3 separate regions of the Anser cygnoides genome follow, and all the other regions are linked to region 1. A link is a contact called in public Hi-C data. All regions are on one chromosome and are shown on one strand. Each heading gives the region's core, a stretch centred on a gene start, on an enhancer-like site or on the middle of the called end of the contact. The rest is flanking DNA. Distances are from core to core; before and after follow the strand shown. Region 1 holds the start of CIPC (CLOCK interacting pacemaker). Region 2 holds the start of ANGEL1 (angel homolog 1). Region 3 has its middle 5.3 kb from the start of VASH1.

The links. A called contact is a pair of places that touch in the nucleus more often than the background predicts.
Region 2: a Hi-C map of liver shows a contact between it and region 1, with 4 times the contacts expected there. The contact joins the promoter of ANGEL1 here to the promoter of CIPC in region 1. A contact is called at or near these places in 2 of 7 Hi-C or Micro-C datasets (both in liver).
Region 3: a contact with region 1 is called in a Hi-C map of fetal liver, with 1.9 times the contacts expected there. The contact joins the enhancer-like site here to the promoter of CIPC in region 1. A contact is called at or near these places in 5 of 7 Hi-C or Micro-C datasets (fetal liver, granulosa cells and liver).

The regions. Positions count from the first base shown.
Region 1 is chr5:43,555,677-43,558,462 of Taihu_goose_T2T_genome, forward strand. It overlaps CIPC (CLOCK interacting pacemaker), which reads left to right and starts at 1,463. Exons shown (of 5, transcript XM_048059782.2): 1 at 1,463-1,613.
Region 2 is chr5:43,379,913-43,383,142 of Taihu_goose_T2T_genome, forward strand. ANGEL1 (angel homolog 1) reads right to left here and starts at 1,956. Exons shown (of 10, transcript XM_013185586.3): 1 at 1,826-1,956. LRRC74A (leucine rich repeat containing 74A) reads left to right here and starts at 2,095. Exons shown (of 13, transcript XM_048059752.2): 1 at 2,095-2,295. The coding sequence starts at 2,268.
Region 3 is chr5:43,342,192-43,345,299 of Taihu_goose_T2T_genome, forward strand. No RefSeq gene overlaps it. Among named protein-coding and RNA genes, the nearest start is that of VASH1, 5.3 kb to the right of the region's middle. Within about 2 kb of position 1,315, at least 1 of the 3 cell types and tissues checked has open chromatin away from gene starts, as enhancers often do. A contact at or near this core is called in fetal liver, where this site is marked.

The sequences.
Region 1 (2,786 bases), core at 213-2,712:
TGCATCAAGCACAGCATTGCTAGTCGGTCGAGGGAAGGGATTGTTCCGCTCTACTCTGCGCTGGTGCGGCCTCACCTCGAGTACTGTGTGCAGTTCTGGGCACCACAGTACAAAAAGGATGTAAAACTGTTGGAGAGTGTCCAGAGGAGGGCTACTAAGACGGTGAAGGGCCTAGAGGGGAAGACACATGAGGAATGGCTGACGTCACTTGGCCTGTTCAGCCTGGAGAAGAGGCGGCTGAGGGGAGACCTCATCGCAGCCTACAGCTTCTTCACGAGGGGGAGTGGAGGGGCAGGCACTGATCTAATCTCTTTAGTGACGAGCGATAGGGCCCACAGGAACGGTGTAAAGCTGTGACAGGGGAGGTTCAGTCTGGATATCAAAAGGTTCTTCACCAAGAGGGCTGTCGCACACTGGAACAGGCTCCTCAGGGATACAGTCACGGCACCAAGGCTGTCAGAGTTTAAGAAGCGTTTGAACTGTACTCTTAGTCATGTGGTCTGAATTTTTGGGCAGACCTGTGTGGTGCCAGGAGTTGGACTAGATGATCCTTGTGGGTCCCTTCCAACTTGGGATATTCTATGATTCTATTCAAGGGACGTCATTGTCGCTGCTCAGCCCTTCTACACACCCCCTTTCTGTTTTCTGTCATGAAATTGCTTATCATCTCCAAATGCAAAATATTCTGACAGACTTTTAGGTGCTGGCAGTGTTTATGGAGTTCTCAGAATAAGAATAGCCATTCTTGCTGTATTCATTGATCCAAAAGATCCACTTCCACCTACTTATTTGCCCTTGGTTCTCTGTAGTTCATGGAAAGCAAATCTACACACTCCTTTCACTACCTTGTATTTACCGTGTAGAAGAATAAGGGTATCTTTTGCTCCTCATCTGCTCATGACAGCTCCTCCATTTGCTCTTTTCCCTCTTTGAGATGACAAGCTTAAAGTCTTTGGACCTTTGATGCTGCCTCCCTCACTTTGTAGGTGGCTGTTAGCGCGTGGCTTTTGCTGCCCTCTCACTCCTGGGGTATGACAGCCTCTAGAGCAGCCTGGACTCCTGTGAGGGCGTTGAACTGTACTTTTTGCACAGCACTTGTGAACTCCAGCAGCATCCCAAATTCCTGGCCCTGCTCACCTGCCTGGACCCCTCAGGAGCCCAGGCCTGGCAGCACACATTTCCAAGCCCCCACACACCCGCTGGGCCGAGGGCACACGGCCAGCTGGATGCACCCCCGCTTTTCCAGCGACAACCCTCTTTCCTGCCACCTCCCTGACGGCGAGGCGGCTCCCCAAAGGGCTTTCAAATCGACACCTCGGGCTAGCCCTTCTTCCTGACAGACCTGACAGCCGTTTGTGCACCTACAGCTGCACACCCCTCCCTCACAGCGCTCCATGGCCTGTGGCCGCAACCCCTGAACGCCCTCCCGCCTTCTCCCCTCAGGTGGCGACACCGCCATTACACCGCCCCGCCCCCCTTAGAGGAGGGCAGGCAGCGGAGCTGCGCGTGCGCGCCGCGGGGCGGGCGCTGGGCGCAGCCGGGGAGGTCGCAGCGCCATGGTGGCGGCGCCGCGCATGCGTGGAGCGGGCGGCGCTGAGGCGGCCCGCGGGCAGGTGAGGGGCGGCGCGGCCCGGCCCGGCCCGGAGGCGGCGGGGGGCAGCCGCGGGGCTCGGGGGTGCTGGAGGGCCCCGAGGGGCTGCCGCAGGGGGCTGGGGGCGATGGAGGGCCCCAAGGGAGGCTCGTTCGGGCTGGCTGCGCGGGGCCTCGCCGGGCCCGCCGTGAGGCTGTCGCAGCTGCGGAGGGAGGGAGGAAGGGAGAGCCTCCGGGGGGTCCCAGTGCCCGCTTCGCTGTGGGTTGTGCTCGGTTTGTTGTTTTCTGAAGGGAAGAGAAAAAGAGGTGCCAGCCCTTCCCAGACCTTCCCGTGACGGGTCCCGAGGGAGCGGCGTGGAGCTGGGTCAGGGCAGGGTCAGGCTGGGTGCTAGGTAAAGGTTCTGCACCGGGGGGTCGGGCACTGGGACAGGCTCCCAGGGCAGTGGTCACGGCACCGGGCGTGTTCAGAGCATCGGCCAAACGCTTCTTGAACTCCAGACGTAGGGCCTGATGTTTGGGTGGTCCCGTGTGGACCCAGGGGTTGGACTCGATGAGCCTTGTGGTCCCTTCCAGCTCGGGATGCTCAATGACCCTGTGATGTGAGGCTAACAGGTGAGGTGTTCGCATTAAACTCACATCTGGCCCTCGTTCTGTGTCCAGTTCTGATTTTTGGAGATTAACATCCATACATATCGCTTCCTTAAGAGAAATATTTTTGTTTTGGAGAGGGGTAAGCAATAGAAGCGTGGACCAGGACTGAACCCTCATCTTCCATTTAAACTTGTTTGTGCCATGAGCATTCAGCTGAGCTGTTCTGTTAGTGAAAGACACAGTGAAGCAGGATTTATATTTTGTAACTTTTAACCCGGTTAGAATTCAAACTGATTAAGACATATATATTGATATTTATCTTGAAGTGCCAGCATTTTTTCTCTATGATATAATTACATGCTTTTCTTACTGGGTTTCCTGATCAGAATCCCTTGACAAGACTTTATTAGAAGATTCTGTTAAGGATCCCAAAGGAGGGACAGTATCTAGGTTGATTTTATGTAGTTATGTCTGTCCTCTATCTGTTAGCAGGTCAGCAGGTGTGACTGAAGACAGAAAAATGAGGCAGAAGGCTACTGAAGAAGTTCTGTTCTGTTGAGCATTTTTCTGTCTTGCTTGTAGTTTTGTAGGTGGTCACGCTAGCA
Region 2 (3,230 bases), core at 706-3,205, 180 kb before region 1:
TAATATTTTGCTTCGTTCCACATTTTAGTCCGCACAACATCCAAAGGCAATCAGATCAAACTGAGCACCATTTCAGCTCTTTACACCACACGCACATATTTAATGCATTATAGTAATATACAAAATTGTAAAAGCTAACTCAGCTAAACTGCAATAACCTTTAAAATCACACTTGTCATCTGCTAGGGAGCATTTCAATCCTATACCCATAATGCTTATACCTCTCACTTGTTAGAGGTTGATTTCTACTTCAGGTTAATGCTTCTAAAATTTTCAGACAAAACCTTTGTGCCGCCTCTGGTGTTTCCCCTTCTGCTTGGGAAAGACACACAGCACACCTCTGGAGGGTGATCTCACCAGAGATGATCTTCCAAACTCTCTTATCAATGGGCTTTTGCAATAAATTCAACAAGACTCACATCATCCCTGCCTGCTGTGCCGACCAGTGCTGCCAAACTGTGCCCTTGATGGTCACCTGCTTTGTCTCTCCGGTTATTCTCAGACAAACCCTTTCTGAGGGGCGACCTGTCTCTTACACTATTTGTGTATTCTGATCAGTACAAAGGGCGTCCACAGCTAGGACCTGAGCTGATGTAACTAAGTACATAAATAATAATCCAGCCAATGTCATTCTAAAATCTGCAGTTATAAAACCCCACAGATCGTTGTTAGCAAGAAGCACACCGACTACTGCAATGCAGTGCTCTGCTCTGTGGGGTATTCTCAAAGCGATAAGGCAATAAGGTCTTTTTCAAATTGGCAAAGCAATATTTCCAATACCTGCATCTAGAGTTTTACATGGATCACCGTGCAGCGGCATCAGAGCACTTTCTTATTTCTGCTTCGAGTTAGGACCGGATGTGTCATTGAGAGGGAAATTGAGGCACAGAAGCAGTGACCTGTCCCAAAACCCACAGATGTCTCTGGCAAAGCACAGCACTGGACTGCGGCCTCCCATATCCTGCTGTGGGAAGCAAACCTCTGGAAACAATCATTGGTGTCTGCCTAAAGCAGAGGATGTTCTCCAGAGGAAAGATATGCGGCAGCAAGGGCTAGTGACCAGAGAATTTAAACCAAGGCTGTTCTGTGAGAGGAAAGATCAAAGAAAGCATCTGAAGGCCCAGCCCAGTCCACATCAGCCTAATTGGACTGGAATGGGAGAAGAACACTGGCCAGAACCACAGACAAGCATCTCAACAGCCACTGTTGGTTGGCCTATGCTAGAGAAAAATATTTACAAACTTTGGCAATAAAATCAAAGCTGACAGCGGTTATCTGCTTTGGGGTCAAACCTTCCACTGGTTTATGCAGCATGTTTTGTTCTATATATAAAATAACCCTATCATAGCCTCTAATGAGTGGACTAGTTGGAAGGTTTATGTAGAACCTAGGGAAACAAAAACACTAAAAATAACCCATCCCTATGGAAATGGACTAAATGTATGTACCATGTGTGCTTAACCTTTATCAGAAAGCCTCTTGCATTACGATTTTGGTTCTAGCCAAAAAGGAAACATTACAGAGTCCTCAGTATAAGTAATACAAAATAGTAAGTGTTAAGCCAATTTTGGCACCAACATCAGCTGGTGGGATGAATGAATACTTGATTTGAGGCTCCCTTAAGTGCTGACATGTTTACTAGCCACACTGTTACAAATTATATAGGGAAATTGTCAGTAGAGAAGTCCGAATCCATTCAAGACAAAGAGGCTGATACACTCGTTTTGCCCTAAGCTCCTTTAAGACTGCATGTGCTCCGGTCTGACTTTCTCATGGGAAGCTATACAAACCGCGGTGCTAACCCAGAAGGAGGGAGATCTCTCACCAGAAGCCTGGCACCACGCTCCGATATGCCTGGGGGTCTCACAGCCAAAACCTCATCTGCTCTCTTCTCCGTTACCGGGTGCTGATGCGATCCAAGCCCAAGCAGCGCTGGTTTCCCGGAACACCCAGAACCTGCGGTCAGGATGCGGACGTGAGGTCACAGAAGGGCCGAGGGCACCCAAGGGAGACGGGGTTCTCTTAACACCCAGCCAGCCCCTGCCAACACAAAACGTGCTCGTGAGCAGTATAAATCGAGAACGTCAACCTTACAACTAGCACCATTGCTCTTGGAGGCTTGTCAGTTGTAGCCGAGCAGCTGTGCTTCCTGTGCATACCTTAGAGGAAATGGCAGGGTCCTAGGAGGTGGCTGCAAACCCCTCACTGACAGAAGAGAAAAAGCAAATAAACCCTCAGATCACTGCTGCTGGCAAGGAAACGTACCCATGGAGAATGAGTCTGAGAAGGACACAGGTGTGGTGCTTACTTACCAGCTAAGTCATTTCAGAAATAGTCCAAAGTAGCCAAAGGCAGATCAGTAGGATCCGAGGGGGGAAAGGCAGCAGGAAAGCACCACTGCAGAGAAATGGGGTGAGCAGGGACCGAGAGTGCCGATGCCCAAAGTTGACGGCTGCCATCTGGGAGCAGGCTGGTAACAGCCAGTCTGGCACCTTGCTTGGAGAACAAAATGCACCCTAAGCGAGCTGGCCAGTACCAGCTTCCCAGCAATTATGCCCAGCTGCCCTTAATTTCCCTTAATTTCCACAGATGTCAGAGCTCAGCACCATGTGAGATGAGTTCCTATTTCAACCCTCCTTTGCCTAGAAGTATGGGCAAGTTTTGAAGGTAGCAAGATAATTCTGTGAATGTGCTAACTGGAGTTAGGGTCTAGGTTTGTAGCATTTTGGCCTGATTTTCTAGCTTAACTATTCCTATACTGCTCCCTCATGAAGTTTTATACTTGGCTGATTTAGTCACAGCGTGAGGGGAACTGGTTTTTTGCCCTGATAACTTTCAAGGTATAGTTAATTAATTGAAGTAAAGCAAAGAAATACTGAAAAGCAATTGAGATCTTCTTAATATGCACCAAGAGTTACTAATTATGTTAGTGCTAAGCATTTTCTTTATTAATAAATACAAACACTTCATAGAAATACCAGGAATTGTGTTAATAATTCTTCTGTCTTCTTTAATTGCATAGGTGCATATTTCTCAAATTTCAAAGCAAAACTTCTCAGTACCAGTATATGTGGGAATGCTCATCCATGGTACATGCTGGTTTGAGTGTTCATTGATAGTGGGGGACTTTTTTTTTAAATGAATATTACACATTTATTTTTGGTAATTACTGTGCTGCCAATGCTACCAGCAAGTTCTTCTCAAAATTCAAAGCCTTTTTTGTGTTGTCA
Region 3 (3,108 bases), core at 65-2,564, 210 kb before region 1:
AAATTTCTATTCCACATGAAGCACTGGTGGGATTTGAATGTTGCTCCTCCAACAAACCAAATACATAGCCTGAGTGTTGGCGCATTTGTTATTCTGGTTCCAGTTAAACCTTTCAAAGGTGTCTGGTTTTGTCTGTTTCAATGCAGAACAGGAAAAAGGGTCTTATGGGAGTAGCCCATTTCCTCCCCACCTCTAGAGAAAATATCAGATAGAAAGGAAAATAAGAATTTTATGATTAAAGAACCTTCTAGTTTTATCTAAAAGCACACTGGAGAAGGTAATGAACTTTAGAATCAGGTACACTTATTTCCAGTTTATGTTACCCAGCTGTTTGGATTTTGGTTTTGATGTGTTTGGTTTTTTGTTTGTTTGTTTGTGTTGGGGTGTTTGTTTGGTTTGTTTTTGTTTGTTTGTTTTCTAGCGTAACTTCAGACTCTAACTTCGCTATGTCTGTTTAGCACTCCTATAGAAGAAGAAAGCTCTATTAACTATAACTAGAGTTTGCCTCTCTTCAGAAAACAAAGCCTTTTTCCTTTCCAGCTAGGTAGAATACTTAATACCTGTTAACTATTCATATTCCTTTCACAAAAATTTGATGTAAAACCATTTCAATCTATGGTCCTTCTCCGAAGGAAACAGCTGAACTTCAGACAGCATCTATTCTTACCATTCTTGCACTAGGCACCCAGGTATCAAGGTGGTTTTTCTGTTCCCTCTCTGGATGAATTAATCTTCAGATGCCACTTCTGCACACAACTCAAAACTCTAGCTTTTGGTCTCACACCCTGCCTCTAAGCTGGGGTGGCACAGAAGCAAGATGTTTGTCCCAACCCTGAAATGCCACAGCCATGCCCTGTCTAAGTCCCTTTCATCAACAGGGTTATTATTAAGAACAAATGAGAAACTCCAAATAAAACTAATCCATTGTAAAGTTCTGATGACCATGTATAGTCTTTGCCTCCTTCCAGCGAGTCCTATCCTTTCAGCCTTCTTGCGTCCTGCTGTCTAGATCTCTACATGCAGGAAGATGTGTGGCTGGTGTATTATTCACCGTGTGACAGATGGGATGAGGGGTGCCATGTGACAACGTGCTGGGTTATGTGACATGGCAAGGTCAGTCAGTTGTGTTATAGCTCAACAGGCCAATGATAAAGGAAGATAAATGCACAAGTTTCACAAGTATTTGCTGACATTTCAGTAGTTGATTGGATTCATGCCTCTTTCCTCTTAGATCTGACCTACATAGGGAAGGTAATCAGTATAACTGCACCTGAACAGGAAAACGTGCAGTCACTGTATTGGCCACTGATGAAGTCATTCTTAGCTGCCCACAAAACAAGGGCTGTTCTGGCACTGTTATGCCAGTCAATCACCCAGACAGACTAAAGGTTATATCAGCTTTGCAATCAAACAACAGAACCTTTGCTGTTATCTTTAGAGATATTCCTGAATAGACCTGCAGCAAAAACAGAATTAGGGGCAAAGGTAGAATTCCTGCTATGAGCAAAGATCTACTGCAACATACGCGTAATGCTTGGCAGTACACTGACCTCATAAGAGTTTCCTGCACAGCAGACAATTTCATTGCACTAGATAAAGACAATTTGTATAATCAGGCTCAAGGCAGTACAGTTGTGAGCTGGAGAAAACTAAACACAGATAAAGGAAACAACACACAAACAAAAACCACCACTTAAAACATGACTTTCAAATCTCTAACTGAAAGTAGCTTCAAAAAAAAATCAAACAAAAGAGGTAGTTTGCATAATCTGTAAAAACAATATTAGTAAGAAAATTTCCATTAAGCCACTCTGCTCTGATGTTCCAGCCTGATATACACCATTTCTCTCATTTAAGTGCAGTAACTGGAACCCATGAGGCTGTTTGTATGAACAAAGGTCAGAGTTTAGCTTACTTTACCATCAAGAGAGCCCTTCAAATCAGCAAAAACCCTCCCCCTCTTCAGTGAACAATACATTAGGCCATTGATTTTCAGTCAGAGAAGAAAGGGCCATAAAGGCATTTTACCAGGTCATATAGGTCCTTCTCCCTCCTCCCAAAAGCAGGATCAACGCTAACTAAACCATTCCTGACTGAAAACTGACGAACAGTGCTTGAAACTTTTCAGTGATATGGACTCCATATTCTGCTGAGACCACTGGTTCCAGTTTTCCCTTGTCCTTGTGGAAAGTTTTTTTCTAATTTCTAACTCTCTCATTACGTTTTAAACTTACATCCCTTCTTGTTCTGTGTATCATGGCAGTGCAGAACGCACCTATTTTCAGTGGCCTTTTCTGTGCCTAAAGACTGCACCCTCTCAGACTTCTCTTCCCGAAAGTTAAACAAAGTCAGCTCCCCCATTTATTCCACATGAAAACCAAGGGTCACATAAATACATTCACAGAAGAGTAAATACAAATAATACCATACCTTACGTAATTATTTTGCTTAGAAAATCTGCAGCTAAGAAGCTGTAGAGGTTTCCTCCCCACCCCTTCATGGAGCACAGCGCTCTGCTAACCTGTCAGGCCCAGGCCACCCCGGACTCCCCCGCACGTCCCTCGCAGCCCTCCAAACCTCGCTTCCTGCCCTGCGGCCCCTCACTTCCTCTCACAGCTGCCACCAGAGTCAAGCCTGGAAGAAAACGTGAATCTCCAGGAATGCCCCACGGTTTTCCTGTGGGTGCAGGGGGAGCCGTGGTCCATCGGAGCACAGCTCGCAGGGGAAGAACCCTCACCAAGTACGCTGCAGGCTGTCTGGTGTCATACAGAGGCTCTGGGTGACTCAGGCCAGCGGAGAACATCAGCTCAAACAAACTTACAGGTGCCTCTGAAACAAGCATTCTGAACACACACACGCAAATAAACAGAATATTTAAAAAAAACACTGAAGGAAATCGAATGTTTTCTGATAACAGCTTTAGAGCCACTTCAACTCCGGGAAATAGCACAAGAGGCTTTTCACCGAACTCTTGCAGGCATATAGAAAAGGGAACCCACTCTGAAAGTTTCAAAAAAGGAACTGAGTGGCACAGAGAAGTTCAAATCACAAAGAGGCCAAGACAGCACAACCCCTGTCCATGTTATAAGCAACACAACATTACATGAA